5 separate regions of the Mus musculus genome follow, and all the other regions are linked to region 4. Evidence: chromatin contacts called from public promoter capture Hi-C data. All regions are on one chromosome and are shown on one strand. Each heading gives the region's core, a stretch centred on a gene start, on an enhancer-like site or on the middle of the called end of the contact. The rest is flanking DNA. Distances are from core to core; before and after follow the strand shown.

Region 1 (2,700 bases), core at 35-2,534, 1.4 Mb after region 4:
ACTTAGAGCCACCTCTGTGCCGGACACACTGCAACCACACATGAACTAAAGCAAAATTCAAAGGAACAACACCCCACTCTCGTCTCCAGCAAAGGAGTCACTGTCATCTTGTGCTCTTGGCAAATGCAGTGCCCCCAGTACACAATTCAAACTTTCTGCTGTCATAAAAGTAAATGCTGGAAAATGCTTCAAAACAATTGTTAGACAATATCACAACACACCAAGTACTGACACAAGCTTTGCTATACCATTTACAGTATTTATAAAAACTTAAGTTTCTTCCTTCCACATGACATAGTATTAGAAAGACACTTCCAAGAGTATCAACTTGAAACTTATAGATTCCGTGGTATATAATGTAAATTATAGCTACAGACCAGTCAAAGAGGCAGGAATTCTGACTTGTTCTACTAACTGTTTTGAGTTCTATTTGAGATTTTACGATGTTAGGGGAAATGGGGATTTTAAATGGAGTTTGAAATTTTTCTGTGCCCCATTGTAAAGAAGGGCACAGATTCTTTTGATACCCACAGCCACACTTAGGACTAACTTCCTACAACTCTGCCCCACCAGTAATGCAGGGGTTAATCTACTCATGAGGCCAGAGTCATTGGAATGTCACCTTTGGAACGGCCCTCACACAGCCAAGAGTGTGTTTTTAATGTAGGCAGCAGTCAATCCCATCGAGCTGACAGTTGGTTACCAAGTACATACACTTCACAAATAGGTGTCTCCAGAGCCATAGGGAGCAGATACATCATTACGGCAAAGGACGTGAATCCAGTGTGGAAGAGAGAGACGCTGCACGTGCTCTCTCACTACACTCTCCACACAAGCCAGTACAGTAAGAGCCTTGCTGATAATGCGGAGGCCAGGAGATGCCCCAGCCCAGGCTCACGCCACACCTCAGGCTGCTCCAGCATCCAGGGCTGTCACTGCTTGACAGTGAGACACCGGACACAGCAGCTGTGGCACCGGAGTCTGGACCAAGAGAAGAGTGCGGCTGAGGACAAGTGTCCCTGCAGAGTCAGGGAGTGTGGCGGCTCAGCCACGTCAAGACCTAGGGAGACAGCCTGTGGGCTCAGCCCTGCATAGGCCTCGCAGAGCCGAACCGCCTGCACAGGGCAAAGCGGAGGAAACCGGAACCCTGCCGGTTCCTGCGGGCAGCACTCACCATGGCGCCCCCGTCCGCCTCCGGCAGCTGACTGGCCTGAGGCACCCGGACACCCCAGCTCAACTGACCGATCAAATGTAAAGATGGCGCGAGACAAAGCCCCCGCGAACTAGCGAACCCGCCAAGGCCCGCCCCTGTGCCCGGGCTGCGCTCCTGATTGGACCGCCCCTCAGTCCCCGCCCCATCATCGTGCCTTGATTGGCCACAGATAGCACCAATCGATGACTTGAGAAAGGCAGACTACCCCAAAAAGTGGCTGCTGCGAAATATTTTCAGTTTTGTTTTGTATTTTGTTTTTCAAGACAAACCCACGCTGGCCTCGAACTCATGGCAGTCCCTCTGCCTGGGCTCCAAAGCGCTGAGATTACATGAGTTGACCGCTATGCTCCCCTTGTCCGAAGGTAAAGCTCACTCCAGGTGGATGACGAGATTAGCATTTAGTTCATTATGTGAATTATGTCATGTGAATTATGAACTGTACATAGGAATATATTATTCACAAATGTAAAGAAAACGATGACAATTATTTTTAAATTTCAAATAACGTTTTCTTGTGTATGTATGTGTGTGTGTGTGTGTGTGTGTGTGTGTGTGTGTTTTGTCTTTGATCTTTGGCCCCAGAACTTTTGAATAGAGAAGCTGACAGAAATCAAATAGAAACTATCTGTTAACGAGAATGTCAAGTACAAATAAAATGTGACACACATTGTCATTTAAATTTTCCTGGAATTCACATTGAAAAATTAATCTGACTGTATTAATAGGAAATATAAGCCCCTCAAAGAGCACCCAGTGGCCAGGCCCTGCCCCTGAGGCCCTCCAACCACTAGGCTCCACCTACAAAACGTTCTATAGGCCAAAACTGCAGGTTAAGCTCCGCCCCATAAGAAAAAAAAAAAAAACCCTTAAGCTCAGAACTTCAAATCTCACCAACCCCTGAGCTTGCCCCAAGATCCGGACTTCAAATCCCACCAATCCTCATCCTGGAAAGCTCTGTGCCCGCCCCCTTCCCCAAGAAACCCCTTAAAAAGTCCACCTCCAGCTCCGTTGCTCCTTGCTACTTCTTTCCAGAGCAGAGGCAGCTACCTACTTGTGTTTTGTCCGAATAAATCTCTTGTTGTGAGGTTTGTTGTGTGGTGTGACTTTGTGCTGTTCTTTGGCTCCCATCTGCCAGGACACTTTTCCCCTCGGAACTGTAACATTTATGGTGTCCTGACCTGAAGAGGCTCCTCCTCCTGTCTGTGCACCCCCTTGGGGTCTGAGCCATATTGGGACCCATCCTTCACCTCCAGTCCATCTGCAGCAGACTGGCGTTCTGACTCACGGATAGCTCAGCGCCTCCCCTCTCAGCCCCCCAGGCCCCATCCACCAGCGGCATTAGGTAAATTTCCCATTCGGTCAGTTCAAACACTTCCCTGAGTCTGCGGAAGTGGCTATTGAGTTATTTGGCGCCCCTCTGGTACTCTTGGAGGCAGAGGTACCCCCCCACACCCCCAGCCACGGTCTTTGAGGCTACGGCTGGCTCT
Region 2 (2,700 bases), core at 188-2,687, 1.9 Mb before region 4:
ATTTATCATCATCTCCTCTGAAGACGGCATGATTTGCCCACTTTCGAAAGGCCTATCTGTTTCAATACTTCCTAAAGATGTAATTTTTCACTTTTCACTTGGACTAAGACAAGAATGCCAAGTCTGTAAGCAGAGAATTAGGAGTCAGTGGGTGGGCGTGGGGAGCCTAGTTATGGCAGCAGATATAGGCATCCATTCATAAAGAAGAACTGCCCTTTGGAGTAGCGGAGGGTCTGTTGTAACAGAGTTTGGAAAGAAGCGTGTATCAGGGAGGAGGGAGTCAAAGTTATAAAAGGAAAATATTTTCTAGCATCTATTATTAAATAGGCCTGATCTGCATTTAAGTTAGGGCTTTGTAAGCTGCGGTCATAACTGCGTTTTTTCCCAGCTCCAAACTACAGAAACCCCTGACCCCGAAGCAAAACAACAAAAAGAGAGACAGAATGCTGTTTTGTGCCCAGCCAGTCCAACTGCAACCTTCCGCGTCACCGCTAGTTGTCACTTCGCTCCCAGACGGGAGACCCGGGGTTTCCAGCACTGCGGTTTGAGAGAATGCGGTCCCAATTAAACTAAAAAACTCACAAAGCTTCCCCTTAAGTCCTCAGTCGAGTGAAGGGTAACGAGCAGAGGGGCTAGGGGGCTGGGGCCCCAATTTTGCGGGGAGTGCAGTAAGCAGACAGACTGCAAAGAACAGGCAAACCGCTGCCGGAGCAACCAGGAGCAGCCACTGTCTGGGACCTACACGCACCAGCCAGACACCCTGCGGGTGGGGGGTGGGGGAAGGAGAGGGATGGAAGGGCCTTCAGCACACAGCACCCCCTCCCCAATTGATGAAGCCGCGGCAGAGTCAGCCTCCCTACTCCTCCTGAACCCCTATTGCACCATAAGGATAGTGGTCAGTATAGAAAATCGCGTACCTGAAGAATACAATGGTCTCCCAAAGGTAGAATCGCAGAGTATTGAAGCTGTACATCTTCCAGATTCTAGTGCTGTAAAGTCCACGAGTTATGGGGGTGCAAAAATGTTTTCGATGGGCACTTACGAAGCCAGAGAGCGCCACTGGGGATAATAATCCAGATGTTTAAGGGGGCAGGGAGTAGAGGGACGAGGTGTCAGAGCCGGGGGAGAATTGCAGCCAGGCAGCTAAGGTACCGCGGACAGCGGCAGTCGTGCAGGTTCAGCACCACGGAGAGCGTCCAGCCCGGCTGCGGGCGGGAAGAGCGCGGCTGAAGCTCTACTCGCTGGAGGCTCCCTGCGGCGCTGGGAGGCACGTTTGGGGGTGGGTATATTTTCTTCTTTTCTTTCTTTCTTTACTCTTCTTCTTCTTTATTTTTACCCTTATTTTCCTGTCGAGATGGCCAGCTCCATGAAAGGAAGAAATCCGTGGGGATCAGAGCCCTGGCCTCAGACCCTTAGACCCGGCTGGCATCTTCTTTCTGGCCCTGGGCTGGCCCGAGGGGTTTTAGGGGTTGGGGGGGGGGGTGGAGCAGGTGACGGTGCTGGCTTCAGTTAGATGTCGGAGAGTGTGCCAGGCTGGCGCATCGCGACCGAGTCCCGGAATCTCGTTCCCCTGCCTCCGTTCCTGTCTGCTGCCGCCTTGCAGTCCGTGTTCTCTGGTCCCCGACGAATAAGTTGGGATCGCTGCAAGAAAGGTGTCCCATTGCTTGGGGCTGCAGGAGCAAGAGAGCCCACCACAACTTTCAGGGGCTGCTGGGGTCCATGGCTTCCCAGCAGGGCTCAAGAACCCAAGCTTTCACAGGCATCTCCAATTTCTAAGCTCGCCCATCTTCTTCTGGCCAGACTCCCTCAGATCTTCAGACTTTCTTACTGCATTAATTTAACAAACTGGCGGCGTAGAGGATGGTGGGGGCGAGGACCGACGGGAGGGGGTGGAGAGGGGAAAATGGGGGGAAAAACTCCTTAGAAGCTTCAAACCCTCCCACTCGGAGTGTTCATTGGCCCGCAGCTGCGAAAACCATATCTTCTCTCCAGGTTCGGCCAATTGCACGTTAGGCTCTGGCTTGAGTTTAACCCTTGGAGTGCTGGCAGAGACCAGCCTCATGCACTTCCCAGGCCTCAGGGTCTTTTCAGGTCTTCTGTCGCTCCAGAGAGGTCATGGAATTTATCTTTTAAGTCTTTCAAAATCCTTACCATGATTTTTTAAAAAATAGCTGTATGTAAGTAAAACACCATGAGCCTCAGTCCAGATGTGCTCAGGCAGACTCAGTTTATCATTTTTTTCATTAATTCGTTTATTCATTTTACATCCCAATTGCAGCCCCTCTTCTTCCTCTCCTCCAAGTCCCACTCTCACACCCCCTCCTCAGAGAAAGGAATGCCCCTTGTGGGTACCAGCTGGCCCTGACCTATCAAGTCACAGCAGGACTAAGAGCATCCTCTCCTACTGAGGCCAGATAAGGCAGCCCAGTTAGGGGAAGGCAGGGAATGGAGTCAGAGACAGTTCCTGCTGCTCCAATTGTTCAGGGATCCACATGGAACCAAGCTTCACATCTGCTACATGTGTTGAGGGCCTAGGACCAGCCCATGCATGCTCTTTGGTTGGTGGTTCAGTCTTTGTGAACCTCCACAGGCCCAGGTGAGTTGACTCTCTAGGTTTTCTTGTGGTGTCCTTGACTCCTCTGGCTCCCTCAAAATTTCCTTATAGTCTTCCACAGGACTTCCCAAGCTCTGCCTAATGTT
Region 3 (2,780 bases), core at 151-2,650, 1.7 Mb after region 4:
GACAGAACCTCAAACAGTGAAAATGAGTCTCAAGACTTAGTGATCGATTCAGTGGAGAAAGGAAGACACATCTGAGGTCTCAGAGCCTCATAGACTCAAAGCAAACCCACCACCAGGTGTGTGATGCCCCCATCACCTGTCCCCCAAACTGAGTACCCTCTGCTGGAACTCGCTGACCTAATACATCACTTTCAGCAGCACCCAGAGGACTCCCTGCCATCTGCCCTGACAGGACGACTCAACAAGAGGACTGCTTACAAGAGAAGCAGAAAAGTTTACCAGCCCTTCCTTCAGACAATGCCAATGCCACTCCTCAGCCTTTGCCAGAGCTCACTGGCTGATAGATCACCTGACTTTGTAAGGTGGCTAGAGAGTCCTCTTCGGAAATTCTATAGGCACCAGCTTACCGTCGCAAGAGTTCCCTGCTTTCTGGTGCCTGATAACGACATTTGCAGGCCATTATGTGAGATGAGCTCCAGAGGCTGGCTGCCAGGCTGCAAAAAAACAAAAAAGCAACAAACAAACAAACAAACCCACTTCTCCTTGTGTCCCTTGTAGACCCCCGACTACATGCTGGATAGCCCTAGGAGGAGACAGGGAACTAAATTGATCAGTGCAACCCAAGAGGGACGATGGTAAAAGACAAGTAACTCAGGAAAAAGCAGAAATGGGGAAGGAAAAAGATCTGCCACAATGTCGCCAGGGGCGAAATGTGGCAACGTCCTCTAAAGGCAGCACATAAGTAAGTTTGTGTAGTCATCCTGAGAAACTTTGTGGAGAGTCCTGCAGCTTGCACAGCAGCGCACCTCCAGGGCTTACAATAAACCGCTGCCATAAGCTCAAAACGGCGGAGAGCTTCAGGACCACTCACGAGACACTAGTGGGGTCCTTGAAAGTCCTGTGCTCTTTGGTTCTGAAGAGCCGACTGTTCTCTAAAGATATTCCTCACGAGTGACTCCAACTCCTTCACCTTAGCTGTTTTGCCAACCCAACTTGGCACTTGGATGTTCCACCGCGAACCCAAGACAAGCCATGTACCTGCGGAAAGGGGTCACGGGCGACTATCAGATCCGGAGCAAACCTTGAGAACAACCAGGCATGGAAACTTAGGGACCGCCCAGCGGTGCATAGCAATGCTGTCTGGCTTCCGTCCAGGCACTGCACAGCGTTGTGCTGCCTGCACCCCAGAAAGTCACAGAATTCCGACGGCCTCCCGCCCACACTCTCTGGCCTTGGGTAGTCCGTCGACCTAGCCTACTTCAGTTTCGCCACCCGCAGCGACGCCAGAACCTGGACAACTAACCAGAAACCCCACCCCCACCCCACCACGAGAGCTGGCTCCAACCACGCCCACCTGGCCTTACTCCGCCCTTAATGGGGACGGCCGCCCTGCGCTCCGTGGCGTCATCACCGCGCGCCGCGGGCGCCTTCAGGACATCTGGGTTATGGTGAAGGATTATCATCTACAGTGACGGGACGGGTTCCCTGTGTGGCCCTGCGTGGCTCGGCCTCAGTTTCCCACCTATCGAGTAAAGTTCTGCACGGCGGGTCTACGAGGTCTCTCCCACGCTAAGGTAGCGGCTGCAGGTTGGCGTTTCTTGGGTGCCGGCAGCAACCGGCCCCAACACTGAGGGGTAAATGGGAGAGCGACTTGCGCGTCGGGTGGATAAAATGGGAGGGGACGTCTGCACAGACGACCCCGGGTCTAGTCGACGTGGCTAGAGAGGATAAGGACCCGAACTTGGGACATTGACCAGCGGGATCACCTCTTTCGAGGCAGTGGTACCCTACCCTGCGGTTCCCTCCTTAGGTGGGAACTTTCTAATCTCTGCGCACGCCCACAGGTTCTATCTTGCTGAGTGTGGGACGCTCTACTTCTACCTGCCGGACCACTTCTGGCATTGAAAGTAGCTTCTTTTCCCGTTTGTAAGCGGAGTTTATAATAGTCTTCTCACAGTATTGCTATGGAAACTAAAAGGATGTTAAAAAGAAAGTGAACCAAGCACTCCACACTTACCCCGCACAAGAGGGTTGTGGTTCCATAAACTTCTGGAATTGGGTGGGCCTCTGTCCCATTGAAAACTGCCTCAGTCTTTTAAGGATAGAACCCTGGTAGCTGCTGTAAAAAGCCTCCAAAAGGACTTTCTAATCTGAGGCCAGAGGGCTAGTAGGATAAACTGGCAAGTGACACACACCCAATCTCTTTTTTTTTTTTTTTTTTTTTTTTGATTTTTCAAGACAGGGTTTCTCTGTATAGCTCTGGCTGTCCTGGAACTCACTCTGTAGACCAGGCTGGCCTCGAACTCAGAAATCCACCTGCCTCTGCCTCCCAAGTGCTGGGATTAAAGGCATGCGCCACCATGCCTGGCCTACACCCAATCTTCTTTATTGAAGAATCCAAACCACATATTGAAGATAACTTTTTTTAAATTGAGTCTGTATTGAACATAAGGGTTTTTTGTTTTCTAAACAAAACAGGTGAAAAAAACGGTTATATGGTGTTTGTAAACCCTTAGGTTCACTTCAGTTTTGTTTTTTTTTAATTAATTAATTTATTTATTATTTGTAAGTACACTGTAGCTGTCTTCAGACTCCACAGAAGAGGGCATCAGATCTCATTACGGATGGTTGTGAGCCACCATGTGGTTGCTGGGAATTGAACTCAGGACCTCTGGAAGAGCAGTCAGTGCTCCCAACCCCTGAGCCATCTCACAAGCCCTCACTTCAGTTTTCTTAGATTTTTTTTGTTTTGTTTTGTTTTTTTGAGACAGTCTCAAGTA
Region 4 (2,810 bases), core at 189-2,688:
TCAGAATAAGATCGCCTTCCTTGTTTCTGTCTGGGTATCTTATCACAGCAACAGGAAGGTAAACAAACAAAGGGTATGGAGACAGCACAGAAGAAAGGTCAGGGAGCCATGATATAATCCCCTAGAGTCATGTCTCTATTAGGGAAGAAGCAAGGGTGACAGGCTAGAAAGGTAGACCAAGAATATGCTGCCTAGTGTTCTCCCTCCTCTCCTCTTCTTTTTCTGCTGCCATCTTGTCTCTCCCTCCCAATAAAACCTCTTCCACGTGAAAAAAAAAAAAAAAAAAGGTGTTGCCTAGACTCTATGGGTACACGATATGCATATATTAAACTGTCCCAAAAACTCATAGAAAAAAAAAATTCCATACACAAGTACCAATTGCCATGCAAACTAACTCAGAAAAATAGAAAAATAACTCGTTTAACTTATTCATGGCAAGAACCTTTTGCATATGGACCCAGTTCTGGAGACAGAGAAGATATGTAAGGCAATTTCTGCCCCTGTCAGTCCAAAGGCTGATCTAACAAAAAGACACCGACATGCTTGCCCAAAGTTCAGAAGGTGTTCTTGCAGCTGTATAGACACTGTTTTAGAGCTACCTTTTTCTTCTTTCTCCGAGTTACAACATATAATATATAGTCTCTCGATTTGCTCTATGTAAGCAAATAGAACGCACATATTGCATACGTTCATTTAAATTTTATGAAACTAGAACATTCCGATTAGTAAACTCCAGCTGTCCCTATTATTTCACTTGCACAATAGAGATTTTAATAAGCATCGAGGACGTGCCAAGAGTTTAGGCTGAGTCAGGAGACAAGATTCGTGAGTGGTGATGTCCCTCTCCACCGTTCCTATAAGTAAGATTAAACACATACCAGACATACGGAATTGTACTATTTAATGTTTTCCGGGTATGGTTTTTCCTGATTGGAGGAGAACAATCCAGGTGACTGGAGAAGTCAAACAAGGCGCCTCACAGTCGAGACACAAATATGCCCAGAGCACACGCGTGACCATCGCCTTTACCCGGAGGCGGCGTGGCTGGCGTGGCTGACTAGCTGGAAGCCGAGCCTGGGGTCAGCGCTGCCGCCGGTCCGTGCGACAGGGAGCCCCAGCTGCAGGCTGCGGCGACTCCCCAGCTAACGTGGCGGGTCTCTCGTCTCCGCACGTCCGCACGCAGGTCCCACCCCCAGGCCTCAGGTAAACAAGCTCTCCAGCCCTTCGGCCGGCAAGCCCACCAAACATGGCTGGAAGCGTTGCAGCCCCTCAACCCGTGACCCCGAGACCCCCCAGCCTTCGCCGCCCTCACCCGGAAGCCCCACAACCCCGACACCGCCCCTCACCGCGGCCACCGCCGCTCGCTCGCCGATCCGACCCGACCGTCGCGGAAGTACTCCTGACCTCAGCGCGGAGGCGGGGTCGCCGTCGAGGAGTACTTCCGGGTCAAGCATCCTCTAGGGCGGAAGGCGCTGACTGCAGAGAGGTGAGTGAATCCGCTGCTCCGGTGGCTTCCTGAGAGGTAAAGGATGCTTGAAGCTGGACACGGGGGATGCCAGGATGTCCGCCCTCCGTGAAGGCTGGGTGTGGGTGTCGGGGTTCCGCCATGAGGTATTTCCAGAATACTCGAGGGCCAGCGACGATCCGGGACACAAACTGGGAATTCAGGGCGGGCCCTGCTCTCAGCTCACTGCAAAGGTGGTGAGGAAGGGAGACCACCACCATCAAAACAACGGAATCTGAGGGGGTAGTTAAGTGCTTTCGTCCAAGTTTAAATGCGGTGATGGAACGGAACTGAGTGAGGAAGTGAGAAGGGGGAAGCCTGCCTGTAGGGAGGAGGAGTAGAGGTTTTGAATAAATAGTAAAGGGAGACGGGGGGGGGGGGGGGGGGCGGAGAACTTGGGCACTGGGTCTTTGTGAGGTCGGTGACCAGGCGTTTGACTTAAAATTTGGAACTCGATGGGAAGTAATTGATAGTTTCTAAGCAGGAGAGTGATATGCTTTTGATTTGTAATTTTAGATGTGCAGTGCATCGCTTCATTTGTCCCTGGGCAGTTTATCCAAGAAGACATTAAGCAAAATTGTGTTAAAATATGGGGTGGGGGGGGCACCTGAAACCCTAAAGACTTGCTTTCGAGTGTCTCGCTGTTGTGTTGTGTTGGTGTATAGCTAAGTGGGAGTGCGTTTGCCTGTCATGTGCAAGACCCTGGGTTTGATCCTGAGCACAAAAAAAAAAAAAAAAAAAAAAAAAAAAAAAAAGGAACAGATTCCCCTCCTCTGTTCAATCCCTTACATCAGTGTTCAGATGTAACTGCCACTTCCTAAAACCCTTCAAATGTTTGACTTTACTTTCAATAGTAATTCTTTACATTTCCGTATGCTGATATTCTCTACGACCTTACTAAATGCCTGTTCCTTTGAAGATTTGCAAGTTCAAGGCTAGCCTTGGCTACATTGTGAACTCTAGGCCAGCCAGAGCTAAGTAACCACATCCTGTCACAAACAAAAACGTCTGGTCCAACAAATAAACCAGAAAAAAGATTTCTTCTGGTTTTCTTTTGTAAAGGAAAAATGTATAGGAATGTATCTTGGGCCACTAGTAACTGTCTTGTCTTTTACATGTTGCCATTAGTATTATAGTGACAATTCTGAAAAATTTTGGTCTTAGAGTCCATTGCACTTAAACTTACCAAGAATTTTGAAGAGTTTTGTTTAAATAGATTACTACTGCCAGTACATTCCATTTAAGAAATCAAAACTACTCTCAAAAAAAGAAGTAGCTTTAAAATGGTAAGTCACTAAATGATAAC
Region 5 (2,783 bases), core at 44-2,543, 1.1 Mb after region 4:
CCTCTCTGGCCTCCTCGGGCAGGAGGGCACCTATTATACTGTTCTCATCCATGCTGGGCTGCCCACCTGCCATTACCACACACGTCATCCTCGCATCTGTCCTTCCAGTGGTATGGTAGTTTATTTCTGAAAGTAGAAAATCTCAAGAAAGAAAGACTGAGGAAAAAATAAGTATTTTTTCCAAGGGTGTTTTTTGTTTTTGTTTTTGTTTTTGTGATTACAACAGAAGTTCATGGTACCATTCAGTAATAGTGGGGGAAGAGGGCAGGCGTGCCCCACATTGGCTGATGTGGCATGAGGGACTCCTAAGAGGCAGGCTTATTTCTGATTTTGTCCTACTAGCAGGGCAACTACCCCCAGCCAACTTCATGTGTAATATGCACAGATAGACTCAAGAGCTAACCCTAAGTCTGCATGCTTCAGGAAATTCCGGGAACTTTTGTTAATCTTACATTTGAGGTTTTTCCTGTGTGGGTTGTGTGAGTGAGTGAGTGTGTGTGTGTGTGTGTGTGTGTGTGTGTGTGTGTGTGTGTGTGTGCTGCCACTCCAACATGGAAGCCAGACAACAACTTTTGCCAGTTAGATTTCTTTCAACCATGTGAGTCTGGAGAGTCAAATTCAGGTCAGGTTTAGTGGCAAGCATCTTTGCCATCTTATGGGCAATAAATAAATAAATAAATAAATAAATAAATAAATAAATAAATATTACTGGGGAAGGCAACTTTGTTGGTCTTGATGGTATAGTCCTATCATTCCAGCTATTTGGGATGCTGAGCCAGGAATAGGGTGTTCCAAGTCAGACTAGGTGTCAGAGTGAGTTCAAAGACAGCCTGGACTACAGGTGAATTCAAGGCCAGCCTAGGCAAAATTGGTAGATCTCCCATCCCAAAATAAGAGACTGGGGGTGTTCCTCAGTGGTAGAACTTGCTTGGCTTGTGTGAAGCGCTGGGTTCCACCCATACTACAAAATCATGCTGCAAGCTTCAATAGCCTCTAAATGTGAGTTAGGGTGGCGTAAAAGCTGCATTATATTAGACTCAAAATAAAGATAGGGAAGGAAAGAATAGGAAAAAAAAAAAAAAACAAAAAACAAAAAACCAGAAGAGGAGCTGCTGGGTTTCTGAAGAGGTGACAGTCATTGGACTTGTTGCTGTCACCAGGAGTGGCTCTTTTTGGCTGCTGGATCCGGGCCAGCCCAGGCGATAAAACCCTCAGGGCCTGTTCCCCTGCTTTTGGGTTTCCTTCCTTCTATGCAGACCGCTAGGGTAATAGGAGCTGCTGCCACAAGCTAAGGCCATGGCCACGGCACCCGGGGAGCGACTGCAGGAGGAGGCGCGGTGCTCCGTGTGCCTGGACTTCCTGCAGGAGCCCATCAGCGTGGACTGCGGCCACAGTTTCTGTCTGCGGTGCATCTCGGAGTTCTGCGAGAAGTCGGACAGCGCTCAGGGCGTCTACGCCTGTCCCCAGTGCAGGGGTCCCTTCAGGCCCGCCAGCTTCAGACCCAACCGGCAGCTGGCCAGCCTGGTGGACAGCGTGCGGCAGCTGGGGCTGGGCACGGGACACGCGGGGTCGCGTCAGTGTGCGAGGCACGGTGAGGACCTGAGCCACTTCTGTGAAGAGGACCAGACGATGCTGTGCTGGGTCTGCGATACCAGCCCTGAGCACCGGAGCCACCGCACAGAGACGCTGCAGGAGGCTGCCAGCCGCTACCAGGTGAGCCTCAGCTCAGGTTCCCGTGTGGAAATAGGGAAAACACTGAGGCTGATGACCTTGGAATGTGAAGGGACATGTACCATACAGAGCCAAATGGTGCTATTGTATAAGTAGTAACTATTAACTCCCAAGCTCTTTCCTTCTCTGGTCTTCCCCTCTCCAACCCCCACCCCCTGCCCCCGTTCCCCGTTCCCGTTCCCCGTTCCCCGTTCTTACTGGCTCACATTCCCCGAAGCTGGGGTGGCTTTCGCCCCTGGGAACCCCGGGGTTGGGCATAGGCTAAATCCTGCCTCCTACTATAATGGGCCTCTGGTGTAGCACGTGGGAAACTCCCTTTGCTGAGCACAGACTCGGAGGGGTTTCCTACTGCTTCTTGCCTCTGTGTGTGTTATCTGGGCATTGGCAGAAGGCTGCTTTGCTCACTCATCTTCCTCTGAAGTTGCTGGACACATTTTAAGAACATTTACGTTTCCATCTTCCGGAACAACCAGCACAAGGGACACCAGCGTGGTTTTCCTTCCTTGACAAGCTTGACCACGGAGTTGCACAGAGCACTAACTTTCTTAAGATGTTTGCTGGGTTGATTTTCTCTAAAATTATAAATTAGGTGTTTTCCTCAACTCGTTGAAAAATCTCTCTTGATTTTACCACTTGCTTTCCTCAACTTGGTAAAAATTTGGGCACCAGTTATTTCCTAATCAGATTTAAAAATTATGATCCCACCTGCTTAAGTCCTGAAAATGTCACACAGACCTTGGCTAGCGATACATTTCTGATACTGTTTTCTACAAATATTCTGTAGGGCTTTTGTTTTCCTCGATTAAATGCCAAATAAACATCGTCTAGACCTCTGGGCCAATCAGCTGCAGCTGCCTAGGGCCCTGTGCAAACTGTGCTCAGCTCTTATCCTAACCACACAGACCCAGTGGAATCTGCCCTGTCACTGTTGTACCTAGCCCTGCTGTGCTGTTTGTCACCTCTTTGGTGTGGCCCCTGGTTTCTTTGGGCTGGTGGGGCTTTACTCCATCTGCTGAGCCAAATTTTTCAACAGCAAAGCAAATCCCAGCCAG

The links. Promoter capture Hi-C pulls out the DNA fragments that hold promoters and counts their contacts.
Region 1: a promoter capture Hi-C map of pre-B cells shows a contact between it and region 4, with 3 times the contacts expected there. The contact joins the promoter of Zfp39 here to the promoter of Mfap3 in region 4. A contact is called at or near these places in 2 of 39 promoter capture datasets (the 3T3-L1 cell line and pre-B cells) and 1 of 9 other capture datasets (liver).
Region 2: a contact with region 4 is called in a promoter capture Hi-C map of liver, with 2.7 times the contacts expected there. The contact joins the promoter of Glra1 here to the promoter of Mfap3 in region 4. A contact is called at or near these places in 7 of 39 promoter capture datasets (3T3-L1-derived adipocytes, cranial neural crest, embryonic stem cells and 4 more) and 1 of 115 datasets of contacts at active chromatin or transcription factors (neural tube).
Region 3: a contact with region 4 is called in a promoter capture Hi-C map of pre-B cells, with 3 times the contacts expected there. The contact joins the promoter of Mrpl55 here to the promoter of Mfap3 in region 4. A contact is called at or near these places in 2 of 39 promoter capture datasets (hippocampal neurons and pre-B cells).
Region 5: a promoter capture Hi-C map of embryonic stem cells shows a contact between it and region 4, with 3 times the contacts expected there. The contact joins the promoter of Trim58 here to the promoter of Mfap3 in region 4. A contact is called at or near these places in 2 of 39 promoter capture datasets (the C10 cell line and embryonic stem cells).

The regions. Positions count from the first base shown.
Region 1 is chr11:58,902,941-58,905,640 of GRCm38.p6, forward strand. Zfp39 (zinc finger protein 39) reads right to left here and starts at 1,285. Exons shown (of 5, transcript NM_011758.2): 1 at 1,175-1,285. The coding sequence starts at 1,177. Gm12257 (a long non-coding RNA gene) reads left to right here and starts at 1,406. Exons shown (of 4, transcript XR_879896.2): 1 at 1,406-1,575; 2 at 2,349-2,555.
Region 2 is chr11:55,606,761-55,609,460 of GRCm38.p6, forward strand. Glra1 (glycine receptor, alpha 1 subunit) reads right to left here and starts at 1,438. Exons shown (of 9, transcript NM_020492.4): 1 at 918-1,438. The coding sequence starts at 973.
Region 3 is chr11:59,201,086-59,203,865 of GRCm38.p6, forward strand. Mrpl55 (mitochondrial ribosomal protein L55) reads left to right here and starts at 1,401. Exons shown (of 4, transcript NM_001302336.2): 1 at 1,401-1,574. It overlaps 2610507I01Rik (RIKEN cDNA 2610507I01 gene), which reads right to left and starts at 1,346. Exons shown (of 3, transcript NR_037964.1): 1 at 1,039-1,346; 2 at 408-494.
Region 4 is chr11:57,517,227-57,520,036 of GRCm38.p6, forward strand. It overlaps Mfap3 (microfibrillar-associated protein 3), which reads left to right and starts at 1,439. Exons shown (of 3, transcript NM_180599.1): 1 at 1,439-1,486. It overlaps Fam114a2 (family with sequence similarity 114, member A2), which reads right to left and starts at 1,418. Exons shown (of 14, transcript NM_026342.3): 1 at 1,347-1,418.
Region 5 is chr11:58,639,172-58,641,954 of GRCm38.p6, forward strand. It overlaps Trim58 (tripartite motif-containing 58), which reads left to right and starts at 1,294. Exons shown (of 6, transcript NM_001039047.1): 1 at 1,294-1,713. The coding sequence starts at 1,297.